4 separate regions of the Mus musculus genome follow, and all the other regions are linked to region 2. A link is a contact called in public Hi-C, HiChIP or PLAC-seq and promoter capture Hi-C data. All regions are on one chromosome and are shown on one strand. Each heading gives the region's core, a stretch centred on a gene start, on an enhancer-like site or on the middle of the called end of the contact. The rest is flanking DNA. Distances are from core to core; before and after follow the strand shown.

What was found. A called contact is a pair of places that touch in the nucleus more often than the background predicts. HiChIP or PLAC-seq counts read pairs in DNA pulled down with a chosen protein or histone mark. Capture Hi-C pulls out chosen DNA fragments and counts their contacts.
Region 1: an H3K27ac HiChIP or PLAC-seq map of embryonic stem cells shows a contact between it and region 2, with 3 times the contacts expected there. The contact joins the promoter of Apold1 here to the promoter of Fam234b in region 2. A contact is called at or near these places in 3 of 39 promoter capture datasets (the C10 cell line and embryonic stem cells), 4 of 115 datasets of contacts at active chromatin or transcription factors (embryonic stem cells and pancreatic cancer cells) and 3 of 9 other capture datasets (adipose tissue, liver and pancreatic islet).
Region 3: a Hi-C map of extraembryonic ectoderm shows a contact between it and region 2, with 2.1 times the contacts expected there. The contact joins the enhancer-like site here to the promoter of Fam234b in region 2. A contact is called at or near these places in 20 of 39 promoter capture datasets (the 3T3-L1 cell line, 3T3-L1-derived adipocytes, the C10 cell line and 13 more), 3 of 15 datasets of contacts at CTCF or cohesin (CD8 T cells, large pre-B cells and pro-B cells), 22 of 484 Hi-C or Micro-C datasets (the CH12 cell line, the G1E-ER4 cell line, the HPC-5 cell line and 12 more), 20 of 115 datasets of contacts at active chromatin or transcription factors (the 230-238 cell line, the NIH/3T3 cell line, bone marrow-derived macrophages and 11 more) and 4 of 9 other capture datasets (adipose tissue, embryonic stem cells, liver and 1 more).
Region 4: a promoter capture Hi-C map of pancreatic islet shows a contact between it and region 2. The contact joins the promoter of Gprc5a here to the promoter of Fam234b in region 2. A contact is called at or near these places in 2 of 39 promoter capture datasets (both in liver), 2 of 115 datasets of contacts at active chromatin or transcription factors (embryonic stem cells and pancreatic cancer cells) and 3 of 9 other capture datasets (adipose tissue, liver and pancreatic islet).

Annotation. Positions count from the first base shown.
Region 1 is chr6:134,978,599-134,985,150 of GRCm38.p6, reverse strand. It overlaps Apold1 (apolipoprotein L domain containing 1), which reads right to left and starts at 3,150. Exons shown (of 2, transcript NM_001109914.1): 1 at 3,122-3,150; 2 at 1-1,569. The coding sequence starts at 1,566. The coding sequence ends at 826. It overlaps Gm36428 (a long non-coding RNA gene), which reads left to right and starts at 1,506. Exons shown (of 3, transcript XR_003956531.1): 1 at 1,506-2,013; 2 at 2,757-3,014; 3 at 3,096-3,253.
Region 2 is chr6:135,194,108-135,201,444 of GRCm38.p6, reverse strand. It overlaps Fam234b (family with sequence similarity 234, member B), which reads right to left and starts at 3,458. Exons shown (of 13, transcript NM_028982.4): 1 at 3,344-3,458. The coding sequence starts at 3,380. It overlaps Gm36533 (a long non-coding RNA gene), which reads left to right and starts at 3,421. Exons shown (of 2, transcript XR_869506.2): 1 at 3,421-3,569; 2 at 7,008-7,337. It overlaps Gm19434 (predicted gene, 19434), which reads right to left. Exons shown (of 5, transcript NR_040296.1): 5 at 6,486-7,337.
Region 3 is chr6:135,383,079-135,389,718 of GRCm38.p6, reverse strand. It overlaps Emp1 (epithelial membrane protein 1), which reads right to left. Exons shown (of 5, transcript NM_010128.4): 5 at 6,546-6,640. Among named protein-coding and RNA genes, the nearest start is that of Emp1, 23 kb to the right of the region's middle. Within about 2 kb of position 3,813, at least 33 of the 459 cell types and tissues checked have an H3K27ac peak or open chromatin away from gene starts, as enhancers often do. A contact at or near this core is called in the NIH/3T3 cell line, a colorectal cancer cell line, extraembryonic ectoderm and 1 more, where this site is marked.
Region 4 is chr6:135,061,172-135,067,955 of GRCm38.p6, reverse strand. Gprc5a (G protein-coupled receptor, family C, group 5, member A) reads right to left here and starts at 2,294. Exons shown (of 4, transcript NM_181444.5): 1 at 2,181-2,294.

The sequences.
Region 1 (6,552 bases), core at 1,901-4,400, 220 kb after region 2:
GTTTTTGATTTTGTTTGTTTTTGCTGGTAACTTCACATTACCTCTGTACCAGTCTCTACATGGAATGGGCAACACTGCCCTCTAAAGGGTCTGTGCTGCTCTGTCTTCTAGTTTACAGGGGACAGAGTAACTGGCTTTACAAGCACACAGCATAGTCTTTCTTGGGCTGCTGGGCCAGTCTTTCCTGGACTTTCTGAGAGTGACTCTGAAGGTCCTTTCTTATCTCAGGGCTTCACAACAGGGTGTGTTCTTACCACCATCTGTGTCACTGAACAAGCCAAGTCTCAGCAAGAGAAGGTGGCTAAGTCACACGACCGGTGGGGGACAGAGCCTGTGATCAGTCCAAGACTGTTTAACTCAAAGGCCGTTGCTCTCCTCTTTGTGGTCAGTTATTTAAAATTGTCAGGGACTGCATCTCACCCCTCCCCCAGCTTCTTTACAGAAGTGAAGGCGGGTGAGTATGTTGGGATTAAAGTGACTCTTCGGGTGGCTTTCCCTCTCAGGGTACCTAGAGGTGTGAATTTGAAGCCATGCTGGGAAAGTATGCAATAGTCAGATTTGGTCTATGAGTGGATAAACTGGGGTGGGAAGAGCAGAGCAAGTCAGCTCCGCGGCCCAGGTTGGGTCTACAATCCCTACAAAGACAAAAAGGATCACATACTCAGTTGGGATTACACAAGCGAAAAGTCCTTCACACACACAAGGAGCTAAGGACTGACGGAAGCCCTGCAAGAAGAGTTCCTATCATCCTTTGCACTCCACCCATGTAGCACTTCCCTGTGGATGCTACGACTCTAGAACATTCCATATAGGTAGAGGATGCTCTTAGAAAAACAACGCTGCGTCCAGATCAGTGGAGATCCTGAGGTTGTGGCCACGGCCGGCCTTGGTGCAGAGCTGGACCCGGGACTCCAGCTGCTCACTAAGTTCATCCAGGGCGCCAGTGCACGACTCCAGGCTCTCTGACAGTTTCTGAATCTTGGCCTTCAGGACGGCCTGGCTCACTTTGGTGGCCCCCTCGGCACGTCTGGGGATGAGGAAGCCACGTGAGCCGAAGAAGACGATGAAGTAGACAGAGTTGTAAAGGGCCATGGAGGCGTCCCTCCCGCTCTGCAGCAGCTGGCGGTCCCTGCGTCCCTGCCACTGACAGAAGAACTCCAGGCAGCTCAGAAGCTCGCGCATCTGGTCCTGGCAGGTGGCGGCGATCTCCTGCACCCTCCGCACCTCCCGGGAATTGCAGAAGATCAGAGAGAGGTCGGACGTGATGGTGACTGCCCCTCCGGCGGTGGCCACCCCTAAGCCCACGGCCGACGCCACGAGCGAGGCTCCCAGGGTGACCGGGCTGAGTGACAACCCCACGATGGCTGCCAGGGCACCAGCGGCGCTCAGAGAGCTGCCCGCCACGTTGGCCGCCAGGGAGCGCCTGCGTAGCCGCTCCAGCCTCCGGGCCACTTCGCGCAGGCGCAGCACTTGGCTGTGCAGCCGGCCACGGCGGTCCAGCAGCAATCCTTGGAAGCGCCGCAGCGCATCGGCGCCCTGCGGCTCCCAGGCCGCCCGCTTCTCCATGCCCTGTGAGGGACATAGACGCACAGTTAGCCCGAGTTTCCGCACCCGTTGCTGCCCTAGGCTAGAGCTGCCCGGTGCACTCTCTAGAGAGTCCTCAAATAATTAATAGACTTTATGCTGGGCGTGTTGCCTTAATGGTAGATCACTTACCTAGCGTTCAACCCTCAGACTCAATCCACAAGGCTGCCGAAATGAATACACGAATAAATAAACCACTCAGGACTGGGAACAGGGAGGTAGGTTACTACTGGGTTATGGGTCAAGTTTCCAAAGGCTCTGGAGCCTGGGACAAGTCACACAAGTTCCCAGAACCCGTTAACTGTGCGTTCCAACAGAGATTATGCTGTCTTCTGCTTTCCTTCCAGGGAACAAAATCTATGGACACCATCCACAGATTTAAATAAAGGTTTAAACGGGAAGGTGGAGACTATTAGAAAGCTGCTCCAGGTAAATGCTCTGAAAACAGAGACTTTGCTCTGTTTTCAAAATGACACTTGGGCTGAGGATGCAGCTCAGGGGTAGAGCCATTGTCTGGTGTGACACCCTATTCTATTCCCCAACTCCTGACAAACAAGGACCAATAAAAAGAAGAGAACACCTTAAAAGTAGCAAACCGTGCATGTAACGTAACAAAAACTTTTCATTATGTGGAGACTTGTGTCCTAGGGACTCAAGGTACTTGCCCCCCCCATTCTCATTATATCATTATATTCTCTCTCTCTCTCTCTCTCTCTCTCTCTCTCTCTCTCTCTCTCCTTCTCTCAATGTCCCTGTCCCTCTCTCTAATCCTAGCACTTGGGAGGCAGAGGCAGGATCATTGAGAGTTCAAGGCCAACCTGGTCTAAATACTGAGTTCTAGGCCATCCAAGGCTACATAACAAGAATTTGTCTCAAGGTAAAAAAGAAAAGGTGCTAGCTAGCAGCTCACTGGAGGCTTCCTTGGGTCCAGATGGACTGAAGCCAATAAAAGGTGACTAAGGGAGAAAGCTGAATGTACCAGGTTCATCTGTAAAAGGCCATCTGTCCTGGTAATGAGGGAGCCCCATTTTCATACACACTGTACTCTCCACCAGTCAGAACTTCTTAAAGGCACCAAATAAGTCACTGAAAGAGCATGTCGGACCTGAACGAGCAGGGCAGAAGTTATTTAATTTTTTATCTTTCTCCATTTGTTTTTGTTGTTTTTAAAGACAGGCTGTTACATAGTCCAAGTTGACCTCAAACCCCCGATTCTCCGGCCTCCACCTCCTGAGTTCTAGAATTCCAGGCTTGCATCGGCATGCACAGCCAGAACTCATTGTCCTCGGTTAAGATGAAGGCCTTTAGAGACCGGCTACCAACAGCTGATGTTTCTCAGTGCCCCCAGAAGAACACTGGTCTCCTGACTCATAGGTCCTACAGCTCCTGGTTGACCTCCATGATCTAGCTGACCAGTAAGAAGTTTTCAGGTAACAAGAAGGTTGGGAAAAAGTCACTCCAAATACATGACGCCTCGAGAGTTGACCCCGATATCACCAATCCCATTGCAGACACATCCCTCGGACTCCCCACTTACCCTTCACTCTGGCCTCCAGGAAGAAAAGTGGGAGACTGTTTCTGGACGAGCATACTTTATAGCTCCCAGGAGCCAATGACGGCTCTGGGAAAGCCTTGTCTCATTCTGAGAAGCTGCTGTTTCCTGCCCTGACCCCTGCTGCCTTCGGCCAGGATATGACATGTTGGAAAAAGAGACGCTGGCAAAGCACGTCCCGTATTTAGGAAATGAATATTGTGTGTTCGCTTTCCCCTCCAAACGCAGGAAGAGAACCACAGGCTCTTCCCCAACTTGAAACAAGTGCTGTCATCTCCCAGTGGGGATACCCTGCCTTTCCTCTCCTGAGAATAGCTACTGACGCCATCGGGGGAGGCTTTCCCACATGCCCCAGGCTGCCCAATTATAGTGTTTCTTTGAGAGGACTCCATCAGAAAATCATTTTTAAAAAGAAATAGGAGGGACCGGAAAACTTAATTATGATCGATACAGCCACTCATGGTCCTTTTCAAAGAGCTTTGTGGGGATGTAAGTAGCTGAAGCATGTGACCCATTAAGGGAGGGCAGCCAGCACCAAGGAGCGCCTAAAATTCAAGACCACGCCCACAGGAAGTGCTGCGTGCAGTTTAGGGCATCTCCAGCTGTGGAGAAGACACAGGAGGTCTCAAAAAGGGCACACTGCGGGGCCAAGTGCGTCAGAAAAATCACTGGGGTCAAGCTGCACACCGAGCTAATTATACACTTTCCATGGCAGCGGGGAGATGATGGCTTCCGGGGTTTTCATATGAAGCGAGGACTGTAGCTTGCATCATGGTTAAATGAGTGGATTCTAGCTACAGGTTCCCCAGCAGGGTCTGAAAAACAGTTATCTATTACAGAGCGTGCAGGCGGGGAAATGAATGTAGCTTCTTTCTGTGCCTTTACCCAGACCAGATGGCGATGCACCCCATAGCTATCCCTGAAGCAGTTAGGGTGGGGGTGGGGGGAGGGGAGAAGCTGAAGCTTAGTTGGGAAACCCAGTCTCACCAAAGGACCCCTGACACCATCGTCAAAGGCCAAACTGGTTTTCACCTAAATGATTCATGTCTCCAGCTGGAGGTGCAGTAGACTAGCACGCGGAGGCCCTGGATTCTAACACTGGCACCCAGAAACCCATCACTGTGGCCCACCCCTGTAATTCCAGCACCAGGAAGTAAAAGCTTGAGGGTTAGACATTCAAGGTCAGCTTCGGATTCATAGCTAGTTGGAATCCAGCCTGGGCTACGTGAGACCCTGTTCCCAAAACGAAACAAAAGTCCCCCTTATTCATTTGGAGTCTCTTGCATCTGTTCAGTGCGGTCTCACTATGGAGTTCTGGCTAGCCTAGAACTCATTAAGTAGATCAGACTGGCATTGAACTTGCCTCTTGCTCTGCCCCATTTGGAAAGTTTCAACAGCTCTATCATTGTAGAACACAATTAAGCCCCTCACTTTCGTATGGATAACCTGTCTTTACCAGAGCAGTGCCACCTGCAGCACACCCTGCTGCTCTTGACCTTGATCAGTCAGAATTTAGTCCACGTCCAAGTGTTCTGGTTATAGCTCCTACAGAATAGACATAACCGAGCAGAATGGCCCCAGCGTCTACTTGTACTCTTGAGATAAGAGGCAGAACGGCTGGGCATGGTGGCACAGGCCTGTCATCCCAGCACCTGGAAGGAAGCATCATAGTTTGCTCAAAGTTCAAGGTCAGCCCGAACTGGAGAGCAAAACCTGGAAGCACAGGGGCCTGAGTCTAATCCTCAGGACCTACATTTAAAACTGCCAAGTGTGGTGTTGCTGGTCGAGCAGCCTAGCTTACATCACAAGCTCTATCTACTCCAACCACAAAAGGGCAGCCAGCACATGAGGAACAACACTCAAAGCCATTCTCTTACTCCCACGTGCATGTACACACACACACACACACACACACACACACACACACACATATATAGACAGGCCCAGCACACTGTTGGTAGGTGCCATTCCTGTGCAGGTCCCTGGTCCATGTGTGTGTGTGTGTGTGTGTGTGTGTGTGTGTGTGTGTGTGTGTGTGTGTGTGTAAAGGGCGTCAGGGGTGAAGAAAAGGGTTTATTTTCCTCATAGCATTGAGGTTCTGGCTCATGACCTGTTGTTAGCCCCATTACTTTGGGCACATCAGGCCAGAGGTGTGTGGCAAACTGTTCCTACCTTAGGAAAACAGAACAAAACACAGAGGAAGAAGAGGGACTGGGTTTTCTATGATAAGCACCAGCTGGCTCCTTGCCAGCAGGTCCAGGTGAGAGGAGAGGGGCCTCACTCCTGCCGGGGTCTCTCTCCGGGGCTGAGCTGGATGGCGAGTGCCCCACGGTCCAAAAGAAACACACCAAGCCAGGAGCCTTATCAAAGCAGGAACCAACTTTATGGCATCAGTGTCTTCCTTATATAAGTTGGGAACATAGGGAGGGGGATTTTTGGTGGGGTAATGTAGTGGCTATTCCTGGTTGTCAACTTGACTATATTTGAAATGAACTACAATCCAGAATTGGAAGGCTCACCAGTGACCCTAATCTGGAGGCTGGGAGATAGAAGATTCTGATCTGGATCTTGGTATGGAGATCTTGAGGCATAGTGGCTATGGATTCCAGAAGATTAAGACAGGGAGATCTCTGAGTTCAAGGTCATCTGGAACACACCTTCAATCTGGGTTACACCTTCTGCTGGAGACCATACAAGGACATTGGAAGAAGGGAGTCTCGCTTTCTCCCCTTCACCTGCTTGCCGTGTGGGACTGAGCAAGCCAGTGGAAGCAAGCCAGTAAAGAACATCCCTCCATGGCCTCTGCATCAGCTCCTGCTTCCTGACCTGCTTGAGTTCTAGTCCTGACTTCCTTGATGATGGAAGAGTAAGCTGAATAAACCGTTTCCTCCCCAACTTGCGTCTTGGTCATGATGTTTGTGCAGGAATAAAAACCCTGACTAAGACAGGTAAGATGACATAGGAGGCAGGGAAGGGTGACGGAGGGTATGGAGTGACTGACAGGGCCAGTGGCAAAGCTCTACCTCAGCAACAGCAGGGCCAGGGCCAAGCAGGTCTTGCTGAGTTACCCCGATATGGAAGTGACTGAGACCGGTCTCAAAACTGGAGCCAGGCTCAAGTTTGTCTTCAAGGTCCAAACCAGGGCCAAAATGGGGCCCAACAATCGCCTTCAAGGGCATGCCAGTAAACACATAAGACAAAGCATAGCCCTCACTATGGCCAACCCCTAACACTTCCACCCTTTGCGGCGGTGTCCTGCTGGATGGGGATTAAGCTCTTAATTCATGGGCTTTTGGGGGCCACATCCAAACTGCAGAAGGTCAGTATGAGCTGTACAGTGAGGCCCAAGCCAGGCTGGGCTACACAGAGTTGCAGGACAGCCTTAGGCTACAGTGTGAGACCCTACCTCAAAGAAT
Region 2 (7,337 bases), core at 2,209-4,708:
TATGTATGTATAGTGTATGTGTGTGTCTCTGAGAATGGTAGGTGTATAGTATATGTATAATGTATATACGCTGATGTGTGTACACATACCAGAAGAGGATGCCAGGAATCCTGTTGTATTGTTCTCCACTTTCTATTCTTAGAGAAAGATCTCACACTGAACCTAAACTAGGTTAGAAGCTAGCAAGTACCAGCAATCTTCCCTTTTCTACCCACTGCAGCACCGGGGCTACCAGGAACACGTGTGGTCATGGCCAGCTTTTTATGTGAGTGCCAGGAGGAATTCAAGCTCAGTTCCTCGGGTGTGTACAGTGACTGCTCTTACCCACTGAGCCATCTTCCCAGGCCCCAGTTTTCAGTCAATGAAATGTCTGCAAGGAGGCACTGGAGAGATGACTTAACAGCTGAGAGCATGCACTGTTCTTGCAGAGGACCTGCACTGAATCCTTCGCACTGACGTGAAGCAAGCTCCTGTACCTCTAGCTCCAGAGGGGATGCTATGCCTCCAGCCAGCAGGGGCCCCTTGCAAACACATGAACATGCCCATACAGATGCTCGCGCACACACGGGCACATGCACGAGCACATGCTCACATACACACTCTCACACACATTTATGTAATTAACTGTTTTATGTCTGCAAAGAATATAGGAGAAGACACTGGTTTCATAACACATAGATATAAAAGCTTTCTGGAGCCTGCTTTGTCTCCTAGGAGGCTGAGATAGTGACTCAAGTGTCCCTGCATGGTGCGGAGGAAGCATGCCTATGAAGGGAAGCAGCTGTGCTGTGCCCAAATGTCCTTAGGGAGATACACTGAAATGTGTGCTACCCTGTGACACCCGGCACCACAGCATATACGGTAACCTACACGTGCGATGGGATATGTACCTATACTAAAACAAATAACCCCCCAATCTAGGTTAGTTTATCTAGGGGCACAGACTCTCTAAGTCACATGCCATAAAACAAACCACAACAATAACATTGTGCTTTAACAGTCCCTTCAGTGTTTGACCTTCAAACTTTAAAACTAAGAAAACATATACCTGAGAGATAAGCTGCCCTACCAGCTTTATAAATGCCACATTGTCCCTCTGTTACTTATTAACCTCGTGCCAGGCCTGGGAGCCAAACACCTTTCCAACCTGAGCTCAGTGAACAGGTTTTAGATTATGAAACGCATCCCCAGCAGAGCTTTGTCCCTGGATCTGCTGGATGGACCCTTCGGTCGTATGCCACCCCCATGCGCTACTAACGACCAAAACTGTAGCTAATGTGTCAGAAGCTAATTAAATTCCAAAGGACGACCATCTCTTGTACCACTCCAAATAACCCTGTGAGATAAATATGCCAAGCAGTGTATGGCGCGTAGAGAATGTTCTAGAACAACACTACTATGGCAGATGAGGAAATGAACGCTTAAAGAGATAAAGCAGCTAAGCAAGTGAAGAAAGCATTTAGTCTGGGGCATGGCTGGGGATGCCACTCAGCTGGTCGCTTGCATGCCCAGCAATGCAAAGCCCTGGAGGGGCTCCTCAGCACAGAAGTCAAATCAAAACGGATCCAGTCAAATCCAGAGCCCCTCTCCTGCTCTCAGCCACCGTTCCCTTTGCTCCCTTCACACAGGAAAGTAGTAAGAGAGTTAACTAAGATAACACAGCCGGGACTACAGTCTCATCTTCCCAATTACACGCGGTATCCAAAAGCAGCTTTGAGAAAGCAACTTCTACCTAATGAAAAGCCACAAACCATATTTTGGGTAGTGAAGGGAAAGGGCCAAGGAGAGACCAGGAGAAAAACAAGCCAAAAGAAAGAAGAAAATCCACATCACTTACAGGAAATATAGATACTGTATGTAGGCCTTAGTATTGATCATAGCTCATCCCTTAGGGCCAAACTGCCTTCCAAACACAAGAATCCATCACCCCAGGCTGTCAGCTGATGAGATAACTGTAAGCCAACACACCAAGGAGTATTCTGTGCGCAGCACATTCTCAGAGTGAAGACACAAAAGAGCTCAGGCAAGCTATTCTCCCATTATTTTTTTTTTAATGATTATTTTGAAGAGTATACAAAAGGATTGTGTTTTTCTCATATTCGCCCGGTATTATCTCTTGTTCCACCTCCACTTGACTATAACTACCTCTTTTTTTCAGTGCTTTGGGGGGGGGGGGACTTGGCTCTGTGGGTGCTAAGTAAGCCTGTACCCCGAGGTACATTCCCTTTCTGTTTTATTCTCAGAGAGTAGCAATCATCTATGCTGAACTAAAACAAGAACTCTAAAAACAAACAAACAAACAAACAAAAAGGGCTGAAAATGCCTTTGACAAGATAGCATTCAAAACCCAGGGTACTTTCGTCAAAGTCAATGTATCCTGCAGAGAAAGCAAGCCTCTCTCTTAATTTCAGTATTGTGTACACTCCAAGACAGATCGTATCACTGTTCTTTCCAGAGTTCCAAGCAGCCAGCAAAGGGGAGAAAGATCTAAAGACATGGAGTCTCTTGTTATCTAAAATACAAGGCCGGTTTCAAGGTAGCAGACTAGAAACTCTTTGAGAACAAGGTCCCTGCAACCCTCCTAGGGCCTCAGGCTTACTATCAGAGCGACCCTTTCTAACGTGGCAGAGAAAATAACTGCTTCCTGTCTTATGTGATCAGCCAATAAATGCTTATAACTTAGTGTTTAATTTTTTTAAGTGGAGCCACAGATTTTTCGAAAGCCCTAAATGTTTAAATTTTGCCAACGACAGAATAAATACACTTTGGTTAAAACAGTGCAATTCAAACAGCACAGTGTCCTGCTGTGTGATCCCGTGTGATTCAATTAGCCATTTTCCTAATCTTTCTTCTTTCCTCCTGCACACAGGAGGAAGGAGAACACCTGTCTGGGCTAGCTCACAGCGGCAAAGCTGCTGTCAGTAAGTGGATGCTGTTCTGCCCAGGCCACTCACTTACAGTCCTGCAGCCCCCGGCTCCCCCTCTGGTCCAGCCCCAGATAGCAGCAGCTAGTCCCGGCGCTCAGGGAAGGATGCTCCAATGTCTGGCCTTCCCTTGGAGACTGCGACGACATGCGCTCTGACCTGACAGTAACCGTCTCGTCCCTCCACTTTCGACCCGGCCCCGCGCACCTCCAGCAATGTCTGCCCCGGGAGTCCCCGAGAGTCCCCAAGTGTCCCCGAGCGTCCCCGGTCCCCGACTCACACCCGGGAGCCCCCTTCCTCTACCCCGGACGCTGCAGCCCTCCCAGATAACAGCCAGGCCCCGCCGCGCCACGCCTCGCCTCGCTCATCTCCCCAGGCCAGGTCTCCACAGCGTGGTCGCGGGGCTGCAGACTCCTTACCCGGGAGCTTGAGAGCCCTGGACAGCACTGTCGCCATGGCGGAGGCCCCCGTGCGCGTGCGCGCGCCGCGTCCTGCCGGGAAGTGTAGTTCGCTGCGAACCGCGCGTGGGGCTGCGGGCGGGAAAGGTGTGACCTGCCGGGAGCCCAGCTAGGAGGAGGCGCCCACTGTCGCAGGTCACTGGTGCGGCGCGGAGCCAAGGTTGAGTCGCTTGCGCCTCAGCAGCCGGTAAGGAAAGTCATCTCTCCCCAACCTGTGTATGAAGAACCTAGAATGAGGTTGTAGATACTTAAGAAGGCGCGGGCTGTGAAGTTCGCGTGGGTTTGGAATTGACAAACTGAATTTGAAGCCTGCGTGCGCAATTTACTACCTGAGCCATCTTGGCAAGTCACTGAGACTCGGCTTTGTTTGTTTGTCTGTCCTGTCTGTCAGTCAGTCTGTCCATCTGTTTTGGAGCCAGGAGTCTCAATGGAAACTGGCTTTGTAGGTGAGGGTGACCTTGAACTCCTGATCCTTCTGCTTCCACTTCCAAGCACCAGATTTGTTTGTTTGCTTGTTTCACTTACTTATCTATGGCTCAGTGTGGTTGAGCTTGCCTCTCTGAGTTTGAGGCCAACCTGGTCTACATAGAGTTACAAGCCAGCCAGGACTACATAGTGAGACCCTGTTTACACACACACACACACACACACACACACACACACACACACACACAGAGAGAGAGAGAGAGAGAGAGAGAGAGAGAGAGAGAGAGAGATGTATTCATTAGTTTGTTTACTCATTTATTGGTTTATTTGTTTATTTATTTATATATTGAGATCATGTAGTATAGACTGGCATTGAATTGGCTATGTAGTTGAAACTGGCCTGGAGTTCCTAACCCCCCACCCCCACCCCGGCCTTCACTGTGTAAGTGCTGGAATTACAGACACACAACACCACACCTGGCTGGCTCTCTTGAAATGAAAATGATGCTATCGCCTTGTTGCTTAGAGAATTAAGCGACACCATCCTTTTAAAGCACACAGCTCCTGTGACTCTTTTCCCTGTCCTAAGTGCAGTCTGAGGTATGCTGTGGCACAGACCTGGGTTTCCTGATCTCAGCTCTTTCCAGGGAAGTATTTACACTCTACCTGCTGCTGCCCTGGCTTGCGAGGTCCAGCAAACAGGAGCTGACTGGTTTCTCACTCACAGGCACCAAGAGATGGAGCTAATACTGAGAGCATTAGCTTGACCCCGGAGTGTCTCAGTTATCTAGTCATGTCTCCCCACCGTCTGCTTAATGCTGATAAACCGTTTCTGTTCCACAAGAGTTGTTCTGAGAGTCGAATATAAACGTGCAAAACACTTAGCACCAACAACTAATGTTTCGTCAGTAACCTAGTGTCCTTCTGGTTGATGTCTTATTGCTGTTATTTGAGACAGAGTCACACTATGTAAACCAGGCTGTCCTGGAACTTCCAGAGGTCTATCTGCCTGCCTCTGTCTCCCCAGTTCTGAGATTATAGACATGTACCATAGCACATGGCTAATTAATGTTTTGATTTTTAATTTACTAAGTAATAAAATTGTAAATTTGGGGGCTAGAGAGATGGCTCAGTGGTTAAAAGCACTGGCTGCTCTTCCAGAGGCCCCAAGTTCAATTCCCAGCACCCACATGGCAGTTCACAACCTTCTGTTAACTCCATCAATGCCCTCTCTGGCTTCCTTGGGCACCAGGAACACACATGGCACATAGATAAGCATGCAGGCAAAACACCCATGCACATGAAAATAAATAAAACTTTTTAAATAAAAGGAGTAAGCCAACCTACACCACAATTAATATTAACAATGGTGTTAATTTTAATGACTTAACACTTAATGACTTAAGTGTTAATTCTTCTTTAACATTTGTCTTGTATATGTACATTTATTTATCTTGTGTATGTATGTGTGTGAGTCTGAGTAGATGCATACTTTTGAAACCCCATGCTCTCTTTCCACTGTGTGGGTGTTGGGAACTGAACCCAGGTGGTCAGTGCTGACCCAGGCACCACTAAGCCATATCACTGGCCCCTTACCTGCTAATACTTTCAGTGTTCTATAATTATTGAGATGTTCACTGTTTTCCAGTTTCTCTGCATATGCTTAAAAACCATATTTTATACCAATGTAGGTCATCCAAGGAAAGAAACAAGTCACAACAAGCAGGTAGCTGCTTGCCTGGTATCAGATTTAGTCATTAGAACACAGTCAGCGTCGGTAGCCCTGGAGTATGAGGATATAGAAGGTCAGGAGCTTGAACACCCGGGACAGGGAGGTGACCAGAACAGCCAGGTAACACAGGGCAGAGAAAGGAGAAAAGCCCGTGCACTTTCCATAGTGAAAAGATAAAAGGATGTCCCTGTGCGTGTAATGCAAATGACATGAAATAGTTCAACGTTACAGTTTGAAAACTTTGCAACTGGGCATGGTGACACACCTGTAAAGTCAGTACTCAGGAGGCGGTGGCAGCTTGGAAATCTAGTTCAGTGTGCCAGCCTGGGTTGTGTAAAGAGATACTATCTCAGTTTTTTGGGGTTTTTTGGTTGGTTGGTTGGTTGGTTGGGTTTTGTTTTGGTTTTTGTTTTTTGTTTTTTTGTAAATAGGATCCAGGGAGATGGTTGGGTGGTAAAGTGCTTGTTGAACAAGTGTGGCAGCTTCAGTTCAGATCCTCAGCACCCTATAACAGTTGGGCATGACTGCATGCTCCTGAAGTCCCAGCGCTTGGTTGGGGGACAGCAGAATTTGGGGTTCTCTGTCCAGCCAGACTAGCAGAAACATTGAGTTTCAGTTTCAGTGAAGAGTGCTCGTTGGTTTTTTGTCAACTTAAGAGAGCTCAAGTCGTCTGGGAAGAGGAGCCTCAATTGAGAAGCCGTCTCCATCAGGCTGGCCTCTGGGCAAGCCTACAGAGCATTTTCTTGAATGCTGACTGGTAGGAAAGCCTGTTGTGTCACTCCTGGCCACGTGACCCTGGGTTGTATGATAAAGCTGGCTAAGTGAGCCCTGGGAAGCAAGCCAGTAAGCAGTGCTCTTCCCTGGCTTCTCCTTCAGTTTCTGTCTCTAGGTTCCTGCCTTGAGTTCCTTCCCTGACTTCCCTCCATGATGAAACTGACACAAATTGGTTTGTTCAAAGTGTTTTATCACACCAATAAGATGCAAACTAAGACCATGTCTCAAAATATTAAAAATTAAAAAGGTAGAGAGTCATAGAGGAAGACTCCCCAAGACAAGCTCTAGACTCCATGTGTGTAGTCACACATATGTACACGCACATGTATATACCACAGACAACATTATAAGTTTAGAACTTTGCTTTAAATGGTATGAGTATTCTAAGTGCCCCATGCACGCCTACACACAATATACACACCCATCAACATACATATACACACCCAACAGATACCCCTTAACCTGTATGACATCTCTACTCTCCTCTTCAGAAGCCCAGCTTTGCAGAGGGATTTCCAGTGGGAAGCAGATACCAAGAGTCCATGCTCCCTGGCTTTTATCCAGCTTCTGCGCCTTGTCCCCCTCAGATGTCTCCTTCTTGTCCATTTCCCCATTTGAGCCTAAGAGCTACAGCTCAGAATCAGATCTCTCAAACTTAACCTGCCTTCTTTTCTTCCCCCCAATTTATTTTAGTATTTCTTTTGGGGAGGAGGAGTCTTCGGGGGACAGTCTAATTCCAGTCCGGGCTAGCTTGGAATTCACAGAGTATGGGGAACATGGGTCGACCCTCCTGCCTCTGCTCCCTCTCAATTAAAGGAAACAAACAAGCAAACACCTCAAAGCAGACACCAGAGGAATTCAGGATCCTCGCCTCTGCCACAGAGAGCACCTGTGAGTGTCCCTCCAGTTAGCAGTAGACTGAATATCTCGGATGCCAAAACACCCACTGGGGTCATTATAGAAAGTACAGATTCCCCAGGACTCCCTGGCTTCCAAACTTGGCTTGCCTCCAAGTTAAGTCAA
Region 3 (6,640 bases), core at 2,564-5,063, 190 kb before region 2:
TCAAAGGGAAAAGACATAAGGACCCCATGGGTCCAGCTGAATTGGTAGTTCTCAAAGGTCCGGATCCAGAAGGATAACCTGGGTCAAGATGCAGATTTTGAATCTATTGCAAGATGGGAGATCATTAATTATATGAACTTCAAGCAAATCCCCTGTACAAAATGCAGAGATAAAATGGCTAAAAGACTTAGATGGGGATCGAGGCTGACATCTAAGAATTTTCATCAGACATGAAAGAAAGCTACTGCTGGTCAAGCCTTAAGAAAACAATTATGCTTGGTATGGTGATGTACACCTTTAATCTCAGGATGTATTCTAGTAATCTAAGGCCCAAAATTCCCTGCTCAATCGCCACTCAGCACATAGGAGGCAGAGGCAGGTGGCTCTCAGTGACTAGCCTCTGGTGAACAGAGCAAATTCAACCAGGGCTACAGAGTGAGACACTATCCCTAAGACACAAAGAGATGTAATTAAATAACTAAATAAATTAATTGACTCGTTTATTATTTGTTTATTGCATATAAAATAATGTTACATATAATATAAAGGTCATTTGTTGAGGCAGACGCACACAAAAGAGAGAGACTGCAAGACCAGGAGGCAGGCAGGCAATGCCTTCATAAACTTGGTCTTCCAACCCTCTTCCCAACCCTCTAGCCACACTCTCCCAGGAACACGAAGTCCAAGGAGTCAGGCTAAAGGACTATATGTACCTTCAACCTGCCACCTCCTTCCTATCTATATTCTGATGGCCTAAGACCCAAAGTTCCCTGCCCAGTCACCACTCACCACACCCACTACTAGGACGTTTCCTCGATGTGTGAAATAGCAGACATAACAAGTTCACAGCGTGCACACTCCTGGCTCGGAGGACAACCAACGGAGGAACACTCCTTTGCAGGGAGGGGCAGGGTAGAGACTGGGCACGGGGCATGCACATACATGCACCCTAAGTCCCTCGAGCTGAAGAAGGAAACAGGAATATGAGCCATAAAGAAGCTGAGCTGAGAGCCAGAGGCCAGCAATAGCATGTTCCTGGGAGCACCTCTCCTCTCCTAGAAAGCCAAGGTCCCTGAGCAGTTTAAATTGGATTCCGATCTTCTTAATACTTAGACATGTGGTATGTAGGCCTCTATGTGTGTTCCTTGTGCTCCTCAGCTGCACGCGAGGTCAGGACAGGGCCCAGGGAAGCAGAACTCACCCACATATTGAGAAACCTGCAGGAAAAGGAGTTGACAAGAAGCAGAATCTTCTTAAGGTAAAAGGAAGAGAGAGAATTTCATCTGTTTCCTTTGGCTTAGAATAGGAAGAGCATAAGTGTGTTTGGCCCCCAAGAGAACACATTCAGAAGGAGAAAGGTTGGAGATGCAGGGAGAGAGGCGAGTCTAGGGAGCACCCTGAGAGCTAAGAGAACATGGGAGAAGTAGCGGTGGTGGCCGCACCAAGAAGGGAGCATCAAGCAGCCTCCTGAAGCAGGACGAGCAGTACTGTGAAATGAGAGGCCAGGTCCAAGGTCAGGGAACAGGTGGCTGAAATGAGCTGAGCTTACACCAAACAATTAATAATTGTCTGCATGCCGCTTTTCTCTCCCTCTCCAGAGGCTCCGACAAGTATGAAACACAATGAGATGGGCAGAATCTGAATTACCCCAGGGAAAGATATTAGTAGTCATTTCTGGTATGCTGTGCTGATATGAATTCTGCAGCTTGGTTCCTGAGAAGAAATCTGCCCAAATGCTTTTAATGTTTTTTTAAGACAGGATGACTAAATGTCAGATTCATTAATGTCATCCAACTCACTCAACAAAGCAAGTGCTATAACTCTCAGACTTAATGTCGCAATAACTAGTTATCTCAAGACCTATTGCAAAAGACTCAAAACAGGTACAATTTTGACTCACCTCAAAAACTGTAAAGATAAGAGCTGAGAGGGGTTGGTTCATATCCCAATACTCAGGAGGTGGAGGCAGGAGGATTAGGAGTCCAGCTTCAGCTATGTAGTGAGTTGGAAGCCATCCTGGGCTAAATGAGATACTGTCTCAGAAAAGTGTGTGTGTGTGTGTGTGTGTGTGTTTCAGAAGACAAAAACTAAAAATTTCAAGATTTCATAATGCTCAAAGCCTATAAATTATAATACTGAGGAGATGATGTCATTCAAACATGCTGAAATAATCTGAATTTAAGAGATCCATGTGTTAATACAAGGGAGGCAGCTAAGAAGTGCCAGCCTCAGAATACCCAAATTACACTATCAAACAGATGAAAGATGGGAGATACCTTGATCCAGACAGTGTCGCTCTGAGTGCCATGTCCTTCCATATTTAATGGAAAACTAAACACTACTTCCTTGCTATAATCAAGGCAGACTTTTCTGACAAGAGACCCATGTTCACTCTCCACCCTCCCTTTAGCAGACACAGGCAGCTTTTCCAAGACACAAGGGCTTGGAAGAGCAACAGAACAGTCTGGTATTTAAACTAAATCCTATCCCACTGAAAATACATTGCATTTCCAAAATAAATTACCAAAAAATCATTTCAGCCCAGACAGTAAGTGAAAAAAAAATTCTAGGAGAATTTTGAAACATAGTCTTGTTTATGTAACCCTTACTGGCCTGAATCTCAACTACTACAGGCCAGGCTGGCAAACTTGTGACTCCTGCCTCTCCTCTGCCTCTGTGTCCCTAGTGTTGGGACTGCAGGCATATACACACCTCCTGGCCTGTACCAACCCATTAAGTCATTAAGAATTCAACAGTCTGCATTTCCTCGCCATCTGCTTTGTCGCAGTTAGCTCTTATTACAGTAATGTCTCTGGCAGATCACTTTGTAGGTTCTCATAGCTACGATTCACTAAATGACTATCATATTCTGAAAAACACTGCACACCTGGAACCCCAATACTCAAAAGACTACTAACTGCATGTTGTAGTCTAGACTGGGCTACATAGGAAGGTCCTATCTCAAAGCAACAAAATGCACAGCTCACTGATGCTGAAGTGGGACAGAACCATGAAGAAGGACTGAGAACCAAGAAGGTATTCTACCTTCCCTGAGCTAACAGTGCCCCATACCCTCGAGCCTCCTTCCCCAAATCTCTAGCTAACTTTAATCTATGGATGAGATCTATTTCCAGTCTAAATTGGAAGCTAGAGGGAGAAAAGGATGCACATCTGATTTTTTTTCTATGTCCCCAGCAGGTGTGTACGGCAACCATGCTTAGCAGTTTACCAACACATGTCTTAACAGTCACATGTCTGGCCCACATCTGGGTCTCTCTATGCCTGTTAAAAAAAATAATGCCAGGTAGAAAACACCTCCCATGGGCTCCATGTCACCACCTGCTGTGTGCTGTGAGACATGTTCTCCTCTCAAATGTCAACCGATTCAACAAGTCACACCACTAACAAAAAGTTCCAGCAAGCCTCCTTCCTTCTACCTTACTCCCCACCACTGCCCACGTTCCCTCTGTGCTCCAGAATGGGGCTATTTCAAACTCAACTGCAACATTCCTGAGAGACATTTCGTCTGCCTGGTGGTATGTGCTGGCTTTTCCTTAGCAGACACAGAAAACTGCTTCTTGTGTTGCTGGAATACAGAGCCTTGCACACGCATGATTTAAACTCCCACAGGCCTACTTCCAAAGGCGCCTGAGAAATTGTCCTCTGTGCCTAAAAGCCAGAGGGGTTTTACAAAGGGACAATCAGGAGTAAATCCAAAGCAGAGTGACAGAGTTACCTATTAACCATGTGGCACCTGGGTTATCACCCCAGTGAATGACTTCCCTGTGCCTGTGGGCCTCATTCTGGAATGGCAAGAGAGATCTCAATGACTCACCTTTCTCCACATGCCTCACTTAGACCAAGGTCACCTGCATATTTACTTAATCACTTCAATTCAATTCAATTCTATCCAAGACGTTTAATTGCTCAAATATTTATTAACCGCCTTTATATGTGGAAATCTGACAACGTCCTGCCCTTTCTCAGAATGTAATCTCATTTTGCAAGATAACTCTCATGTCTTGCTATCTCACTTCTGCACAGAACTAAATGTCATCTGAAATCATGGAAACATCTGGTGTTTAAGCTTTCTTTAAATTATTTCTAAAACAGAAAGCCAGTGCACCTTGGCCTTGACTAGAAGATAACCCAGTGATGTCTAATTTTATGTGTCAACTTGGCTGGGCCAAAGTATCCAACTACATCACCGAATATTATTCTGGGTATCTCTAGGAATATGTTTTGGGATGAAAATGACTTTTAAACAGGTAAAGTTTAAGCAAAGCAGGTCGCCATCCATGGGGTGGGTGGGCCTCATCTGATCAACTGAGGAACTGGAGAAAGTCAGGTCTTCAGAGAAAATACTATAGGGAAGTCACTCTGGGGTGTGAATTGCTGTATGGAGTCTTGCATGAGTTTCTTGCTTGATAGCCCTCTTGCGGCCTCTCCGAAGACACCCTGATGACCAACTAGATTCTTGAAATGGAAGATGATATCTTTGCAGTTGAAGAACATGTTGGGTGGGTCTGGGTGTTCATTGGTGACTAAAGACTTTTGAGGAAGGGATGGGCAGTCAGAAGAGCGAACCAAGGGGTTGTATCATGGTAGGAGCTCTAAGTGAGGGAAGTAGACCTTTTATGAAGATGTCCTAAAGCAGTGGTTCTCAGCCTTCCTAACTCTGTGACCCTTCAGTACAGTTCTTTGTGTTGTGGTGACTCGCAATCACAAAATTATTGTGGTGCCACTTCATAACTATAATTTTGCAACTGTTACGAATCATAATGTAACTATCTGAGATGCAGGATATCTGATATGTGACCCTATGAAAGAGTTGTTCAACACCCCACAGGTTGAGAACTAATATCCTAAAAACAACGTAAGGCATCTTATGGGCAGCCAGGGGTGATGGGACACACCTCTAATCCTACCACTCAGAAGAGGCAGAGCTCGGGGGATTCTAAGTTTGAAGCTAGCCAGAGCTACACAATAAACTAACTCTCTCTCTCTCTCTCTCTCTCTCTCTCTCTCTCTCTCTCTCTCTCTCTCTCTCTCTCTCTCTCTCCCTCCCTCCCTCCCTCCCTCCCTCCCTCCCTCTCTCTCTCTCTCTCTCCCTCCCTCCCTCCCTCCCTCTCTCTCTCTCTCTCCCTCTCCCCCCCCTCTCTCTCTCACACACACACACAGAAGACGAGATAAACAAAAAGGATATCATATGGGCCTCTAAGAAGGCATTATAAAAATCAATGCCATTTGATCTGCTAATTTGAAATATGCAAAAACCGTGTGTGTGTGTGTGTGTGTGTTTGTGTATATAGTATGTATGTATGTATGTATGTATATATGTATGTATGTATGTATGTATGTATGTATGCATGTGTATAGTATGTGTGTGTACACTCATCCATTTAAGCATATGTGGAAAACAGGGGTTAAAATAGGATGATCTATTAGTTTTCACATTCTTTCTGAGACAGGGCCTCTCTCTGGACCTGGACATATTGGGCTAGGCTAGCTGACCAGTAAGCTCAGTCTCTACCCCCTGTAACTGGAGTTCAGACACACATTATTGCACCTTTTTAATATGGGTTCTGGGACTCCAAGCTCAGGTCCTCATGCTTGTGTAGTGAACACTTTACCCACTGGGCCATTGCCAAGCCATCTTTTAGCCTTTTAAGTTGCAGAGTAATTTTTCAAGTTTGATGATGTATTTCCCAATACTCATCTACTTTATGGTGTAAGTATTTTGCCAGAAGAAAGCATTGGATCCCCTGGAAGTTAAGTTACAGATGACTGTGAGCCTCCACATGGGTGCTGAGAACTGAACTTGAGTCCTCTGCAAGGATCAACGAGTGCTTTTAACCACTGAACCATCTCTTTAACCTCTCATAGTATATTTTTGGTGTGTTGTTTTGTTTAGGGTTGTTTTTTTGCTTTGTTTTGTTTTTAGTGCAAGACCATAGAGGACCAGAAGACAATCAATAAACCATATTTGTCATACCAGTGTTGATATGATGATGGGATGATACATAATGCCCACCTGCTCTCTGCCATCAATGACAGCTCTGACAGCTCACATAAAGGAGTTAATCTTGTTGCCTTCATTGAACCCATGCAGAGATAGCCCCAGTTAACATAGGAGGTTTCTGCAGAAGTCAGTTATCCCAGCCCTTTGTGCATCACTGTGAACTGAGAAGACACATTAAAGGAGCTGGCTACTTCAACCAAACTTTAGAAGTGCCTCATTTCTTAATGTCATAAGCTACTCTTATTTAAGACGATAACAACCCCTTTCTAATCTATTAGCTTATGAAATTCCATTTTTGCCTACGAGGTCTAATTAAAGCAAGGCAAAGCTATATTTGCTAACATTCAGCTGCCTGAAATAATTATTAGAGAAATCCTTAGGGTTTTACCAGAAAGTATCTTAATGTTTCAAATAAATGTCAAGTTCACCAAATCAAACCAGCAGGCAAATTAATGAGGAGGAATAAATGTCACCATTCTCTATATTATCTCACACTTTTGAAAAAGAAAACAGTCACACAATGTAGGGAATCAGAATTTGTTTTTATATCCCTAGAGTTATAAACATTTGTATCAAAATATTTACAATTATAGTATGTGAAATATCCTATTAATGAAG
Region 4 (6,784 bases), core at 1,045-3,544, 130 kb after region 2:
GGCTTTCAGAGGGTAGCTCAGGCCTGTAATTCCATCACTCAGAAACCAGAAGTAGATCTGACTGGGGCAGCCTCGTGTGCACAGTGAATTCCAGGTCAGCCATGGTTACCTGAGTCCCTTTCCTAAAAGGGTAACACCAATGGGCGAGATGGCTCAATGGTAAAGGTGTTTGCTGCCAAGTCTAAGGACCCAAGTTCCTCACACAAGACACCATTAATTCCCTCAAGTTGTCCTTTGACCACCAGATGTGCAGTGTGGCGTGTTCACACCAGGGAGACAGAGGCACAGCAACAAAGAGAGACACAGAGACAGTCAGGCAGACAGAGAGACACACAGAGTCAGAGTCAGAGACAGACAGACAGACAGAAAGACACAGAGACAAAGAGAAACAGAGACAGAGAGACAATCACACAGAGTCAGTGACAGAGAGAGAGAGTCAGAGAGGACAGAGGCAAAGAGACAGAGAGACACACAGAGACAGAGACAGACAGACAGAAAGAGACAGAGAGAGAGAGCACTCAAACAAACAAAAGCCAGCGTTGCTCTGATCCCCTCAAGTGAAAAACTGTTCTGTTTGCCCCCACCCACTGCCCCTGCTCTCTGTGGATCTTCAGAAAGAGCAGAAATCCCCAATCCACATTCCTCTTCACACTCTGTTATCCTCAATTACCTCTCAAGAATGGAATGAAGGCGCACATTTTTTTCAACCTGCTGCTTACGGATACTGTGCAACTACAGACAGGCAGGACCTACACACAGAAAAGACGCTTGCCTACGACTCCTCAGCATAAGGACCTGGCGGCAGGTGGCTGCTGGATAAATGACTGCAGAACCAGGAAACACAGGGCTGCCTGGAGCCAGGTAGAGACCTTTTCTTGGGAAGTCAGAGACAGCTGTGGCCATTCCCTTTGGGCCTGGGGGCCAGCCTCTCCATTCCCTCTTTGATCCTAAGGCACCTCCCAACCCTTCCTCCCCTCCCCTTCCTTCTCTCTATCAGTGATGGCCAGTACAAAAACCCCTAAGGGTGAAGTGTTGGCCTCACCCTCCCCTCCACCTTCCCAGGCCATTGTATCTGAAGTGGCTAAAGAATTCTCCTTCAGTAAAGAGCAAAGAAGAGACTGTTTCCAGAGAACCTTTCACCAGGCTTCAACAAAAGCCTCAGACACTTGCCTGGAGAAAAGGCAGGCAGGCACGGTGATGGTCCTTCAATTACCTGCTTCCAGGCAGGCTTTTGCCATTTGGGAGCCTTCTACCATGAGACCGATACCTGTTATCCCAACACTCTGCAAACTGAGGCAGAATGGTGGTTACAAGCTCGAGGCCAGCCTGAATGTCTAAAAAAAACAAACAAACAAAAAAAAACAACAACAACAAAACAACAACAAAAAAAAAAAACAACTGCTGTTTCCTGTCTTTCCATTCAATGTGATCTGCCAGCCTCCTCCTGCCTGTGTCTCTTCTCCTCCGGGAAGACAAGCTTTTCACCCCCTCTTGTTAAAGAGAGACAGGGTCTTAGAGACTGGGGCAACAGGAAAAGTAAGGGATGGGGTGGAGGAACAACACGCACATGAGAAGGGGGGGGGGGCGTTGAGGTGAGTCACTTCCTGACCTCCACGGCCTTCGCTCCTTTGGGAAGGAAGCGGCTGGCATCCTCTCCCTCTACCCCTCTATTCATTCACAGACCCTTGAAACTCAGATGGGAGTTGAAAGCATCATAGCCCATCTTCCACCCACCAGTGGCTACATAGAACCTGTGGGAGGGGCCTAGTACAGTTCAAGACGGACCTCTCTTTTAATATTGGTATTTTAAACTACTGTTTTGTATCTGGAGACAGAGACTTATATAGCCCAGGCTGACCAGGAACTCACAGTAGAGTCAAGGCTGGCCTTGAACTCTTGATTCTTCTGCATCTACCTCCCAGGTGCAGAATTACAGGCCTGTGCTACAGTTTCTAACTGTTTGCTGATTGGTCTTTCCCCTCTGTTTTAGCCCAGAGAACACATTCAGAGGTGAGAGAAGTTAAGGACATTCCTTTCTCGGTTTCATCTGTTTCTCCTAGCCAGCTGTAGTCCATCACGGGCTGTACTGTCTCAGTTCTCCTTCCCCAAGGCTCCCCACGCCCCACTCTCCGGATTTAAAACTGGGGCCCGGAGCGCGCTCCTGGGTAAACCCCTCTTACCTGGGCGCCGCGGCGCTCGGGGTGAAGCGAGAACTTGCGACTCACGCGTGAAAGGCGAGAGCGCTCAACCCCTGGCTACTGGGCAGGTCCTGGGACAAGGATCCCGCCTTGGCCGCGCAAAGCGGTTATAAAGGCTTCTGTCGCCGGAGGGAGGGAGAGGGTGAACCGAGGGACAAGGGGCGGGGGCGGGGCGGAGGGAGAGGACACGCCTAATCCAGTTCCGCGGCACTTCTCGCTGTTGTGAAAATAAAGTCACCGTGCCAGAGAATGAACTGAAAGCCTCCCTGACGTCAGAAGCACAGTCACTCATGAAATAGGTGGCGGGGTTGCGGGGGAAGCACCCTAGACTGCCAGGCGTAGCTCTCGACGAGTGTTCAGGTCGGTCCCAGAGCTCCCGCCCTTATGAAAAGAGCCACACGGTGAACCCAGCTACGGATGAGCGCTGCTGGCTGTCATCTCCTGGAGGGAACCACACCCATCCTCCCTGAGGGCACTATAGGGCCCCAAGGGCAAAGACTTAAGCCAGCAGCTCCAGGCAGCTCCTTTGTTACTTTCTGTGGGAGAAGTTGGTCTTTATTTCCCCTTGGCGGCACCTGTCTCTCCATCACCCACTCCTTCCTCCGGTGAGCAGGGAGAAGCCAAGTTTAAATGGGAAGAGACAGCCACTCACTCTCCTGTGGGTCCCCCAGTCGCGGCTAAAGAGTAAAGACCAAGGAAAAGTTGAGACGCTTCAGCAAGGCCCTTCTTGGAACTGTCGCATAGCCAAGTTAGCATGGCCTGACTGAGAGATCATATCGCCTTTCTTTTAACCACCTCTCCAAAAGTTTGACAAAGCAGTTGATAGGAACAGAGACGCCAGATAAAATTTTGAAATGAAGGAATTTGCCTTTGGTGTCTGATTCCTCCTGCTTAGGTAGGGGCCCGCAGCGCATCCATTATCAGGCCAGTCCGGCTGAAACCTGCCTGCTCCGTAGTCAAAAAGTCCTGGAATGTCAACGCACTGGACCAGGTTTACCCCGTTGGTTGCGTTGGTGGGCAGCGGGGGAACTAAGCTTTTTAGGTAGTAGGGAAGGCCTGGAGCAGGCCTTCTAAGTGCTTTAGTTCAGTTTTAATACAATTTTTCATGTATGGCGACCCCCAGCCATAAAATTATCTTTGTTATTACCTCATAACTGTAATTTTGCTTCTGTTATGAATCTTAATATACATATCTGTGCTTTTTACTGGGCTTAGGTGACCCCTGTGAAAAAGATGTTTAACCCCTACAAGGGGCTGAGACCCACTTTTCTCCACACCCTTAAATGCTTTTTAAAATGTAACAAACAATCTTGCCAGATGGTAGGGGCTCACAACTTTAATCCCAGCACTCCTAAGGGAGAGGCAAGCAGATCTCAGTGAATTGGAGGCCAGTCTGCTCTACACAGTGAGTTCCAGAACAATCAGGGATGCACAGAGAAACCCTGTCTCAAAAAAAGAAAAGAAAAGAATAAAATGTAACAAGCCAGGCCTGGCGCGGGGCACCTCTGTAACGCCAGCACTTGGGTGGTAGAAGCAGGTAGAAAAACACTTCAAGGCCAGTTTCTACTACATAGGAGTTTGAGGTCACCTGAAGGTGACTTGCTGCAAATGACAGTTCGAGTCAGCATTTGGGAGACTGAAACAGGAAGATGGCCACCGGCCTGAGCCACATAGGTGATATAGGGCAACGGGAAAGGGGGAGGGGGGGCTACTCTCAAGAGCCTGACTCAAAAAGGCAGAGGAGATGGGAAGGTGGCTCAGCCAATAAACTACGTGCTGCCTAACCTGATAACCAGAGTCCAATTCCCAAAATCGGCATGAAGGTCAACCAAGTCCAAGAAGAGAACCAAGACTGTAAAGTTGTCCTCTGACCTACACACAGGACCATGGTGAGTGCTACACACACACGCACATACACACACACACACACACACACACACACACACACACACCAATAGAAAGACTCTTCATGAGCTTATGCTGTGATGTATAAGGTACTGGTTCAAACACCAGAGCCAAAACAACCTAAATCTTTGGAGTCTATATTTCTATTGATCTCGTACCTAAGAAACCGCAGTCAATATTTAACTTGGCCATCTCCCTTGTGGCCTGCAGGTCAGAGGTCGTCAAGTTCTCCTCCTCTCCTGGGGTTCACCAAGAGACAGGGGCCTGGGGAAAGGGCTTGGGGAATGATGAGACCGGAAAGGGCTTCTCTCTAAACTTCTACAATCTCATCTATAGAAACTGAAGCTAGACCAGTATCCAAGAGAACCATGGATGGACTGGAGAGATGGCTCAGAGGTTAAGAGCACTGACTGTTCTTCTAAATATCCTGAGTTCAAATCCCAGCAACCACGTGGTGACTCACAACCATCTGTAATGGGATAGGATGCCTCGTCTGGTATGTCTGAAGACAGCTTCAGTGTACTTACAAAGTAAATCAGTAAATCGAAGAAGAAGAAGAAGAAGAAGAAGAAGAAGAAGGAGGAGGAGGAGGAGGAGGAGGAGGAGGAGGAGGAGGAGGAGGAGGAGGAGGAGGAGGAGGAAAAAAAAGCTTGGCCCAAGCAAGGTAGTATAGACCTTTGATCCCAGGAGACTAAGGCAAGGGGATCTCTGAGTTCAAGGTCAGCCTAGGACGAAACAAGTCCCAGATCCAGGCATGGTGGTACACACCTCTAACCTGGGCCACACCTTTTGCTGGAGACCTGCATAAGGACATTGGAAAAAGGAAGATTCGCTCTTCCTTGACGCTTGCACTTACTTGCCAGCACATCTGTTGGAATCCACTTCTACAGAAGACCAGCTGAAATAACTAGCTTTGTTTCATAATAAATTCCCTCAATATAGAAAGACATTCCATACATTCTGTGACTCTAGAGAACCCTGTATACATTGGAACAGCAGTTGGTCGAATCATAAGAAGTAAAAAGATATAGGGAGCTGGGCGTGGTGGCTCATGGCCATAGTCCCAGCAATGGAGAGAATGAAGTGTGGTGACTATTGTGGGTTCAAGTCTGCATATCAAGTGCCATCCATGTCTGGACTCTAAAGTGAGACCTTAGAAGAAAATGAAGAAGGAAGGAGAAGAAATGAGAGGGAAAAAGAACTTGCTTTATCATCTGTTTAACCCAATAGATCCCAAATAGCACCATCTCAGCACATTATCTTTTCAAATATGAGGGGAGAGGGGGCTGGAAAGATGGCTAAGCTGTTAAGAGTGGCTGCTTTTTCAGAGGACTTGGGTTCAGTTCCCAGCACTCACATGGTAGCTCCTAACTGTCTGTCTCTCCAATTTCAGGGGACCCATACCATCTTCTGGCCTTTCTGGGTACCTAGTACATACATAGTACACAGATGAACCTGCAGTCAAAACACACATACACAGAAAACAATTAAAAAAAAAAAACAGAGATTCTCTACGTAGCCCTGGCTGTCTTGGAACTCACTCTCTAGACTACATTGGTCTCGGACTCAGAGATCTACCTATCTCTGACTCCCTAAGTGCAAGGATTTAAGGTATTCACCACCATCACCACCACCAACCACCACCACCACCACCAACACCACCACCACCAACCAACCACCACCACCTCCACCATCACCACCACCATCACCACCACCACCACCACCACCACCACCATCACCACCACCATCACCACCACCACCACCACCATCACCACCACCATCACCACCACCACCACCACCATCACCACCACCACCACCACCTCCCAGCTAACAACCCTCTTTACAATGACGCTAGAGGCTGGTGAGATGGCTCAGTGGGTAAAAGTGCCTGTCATGAAGCTGATGGCCTGAGTTTTGTCCCATGCAGTAGGAGAGAAACAACTTCTGCAAAGTATCACACATGTGTTGTAGCATGTACATACACACTAAGTAAGTGCATAAATAAGTGTAATTTAAAATTGTTTTTTCCTTATAAATAAAATACAATCTAGGTATGGTGATATATGATCGTAATCCCAGCACTTGGGAAGGTGTTTGGGTGGTGTTGAATTCAATGATATTCTGAGCTACATAGTAAGGCTTTGTCTAAAGTGCGCTCGCGCGTGTGTATGTGTGTGTGTGTGTGTGTGTGTGTGTGTGTGTGTGTGTGTGTTGTGTGTGTGTGTTGAGTTATTCTGCATTACTTTGCCAAACTAAGTCCTCAAAAGTCTAGCATGTTTATGTCTACAGTCCATGCCAGTTTATACCAGCCACATATCAGAGGATCAAAAGTCATGAGTGGCTGCCACCCTGGACAGCACAGAGCTAGCTGTCATTGAGGGCACTTATAGCCCTGAGTCACTATGTCTGGGGTGAGGCTCATGACATCAAGGATAAGGTGTCAGGTCTGGGCAGGAAGCAGTTCAGAGGGGACATGATTTCTTCTTTACCACCGACCCCTTTCCTAAGACTCCGAAGAACCTCCCAAAGAAGCTGGGAAACCCAATGAGAGCACAGGATTGGACTGCCCGTTCTCTGCCTCCCATCACTCTCTGGAATCTAGCGATGGCTGGCTGGCTGGCTGGTCCAGGCCTGTGGCTAAGAGACTCTTTGTATGGCAAGGTGGTGGCAAGGCTTGCTCC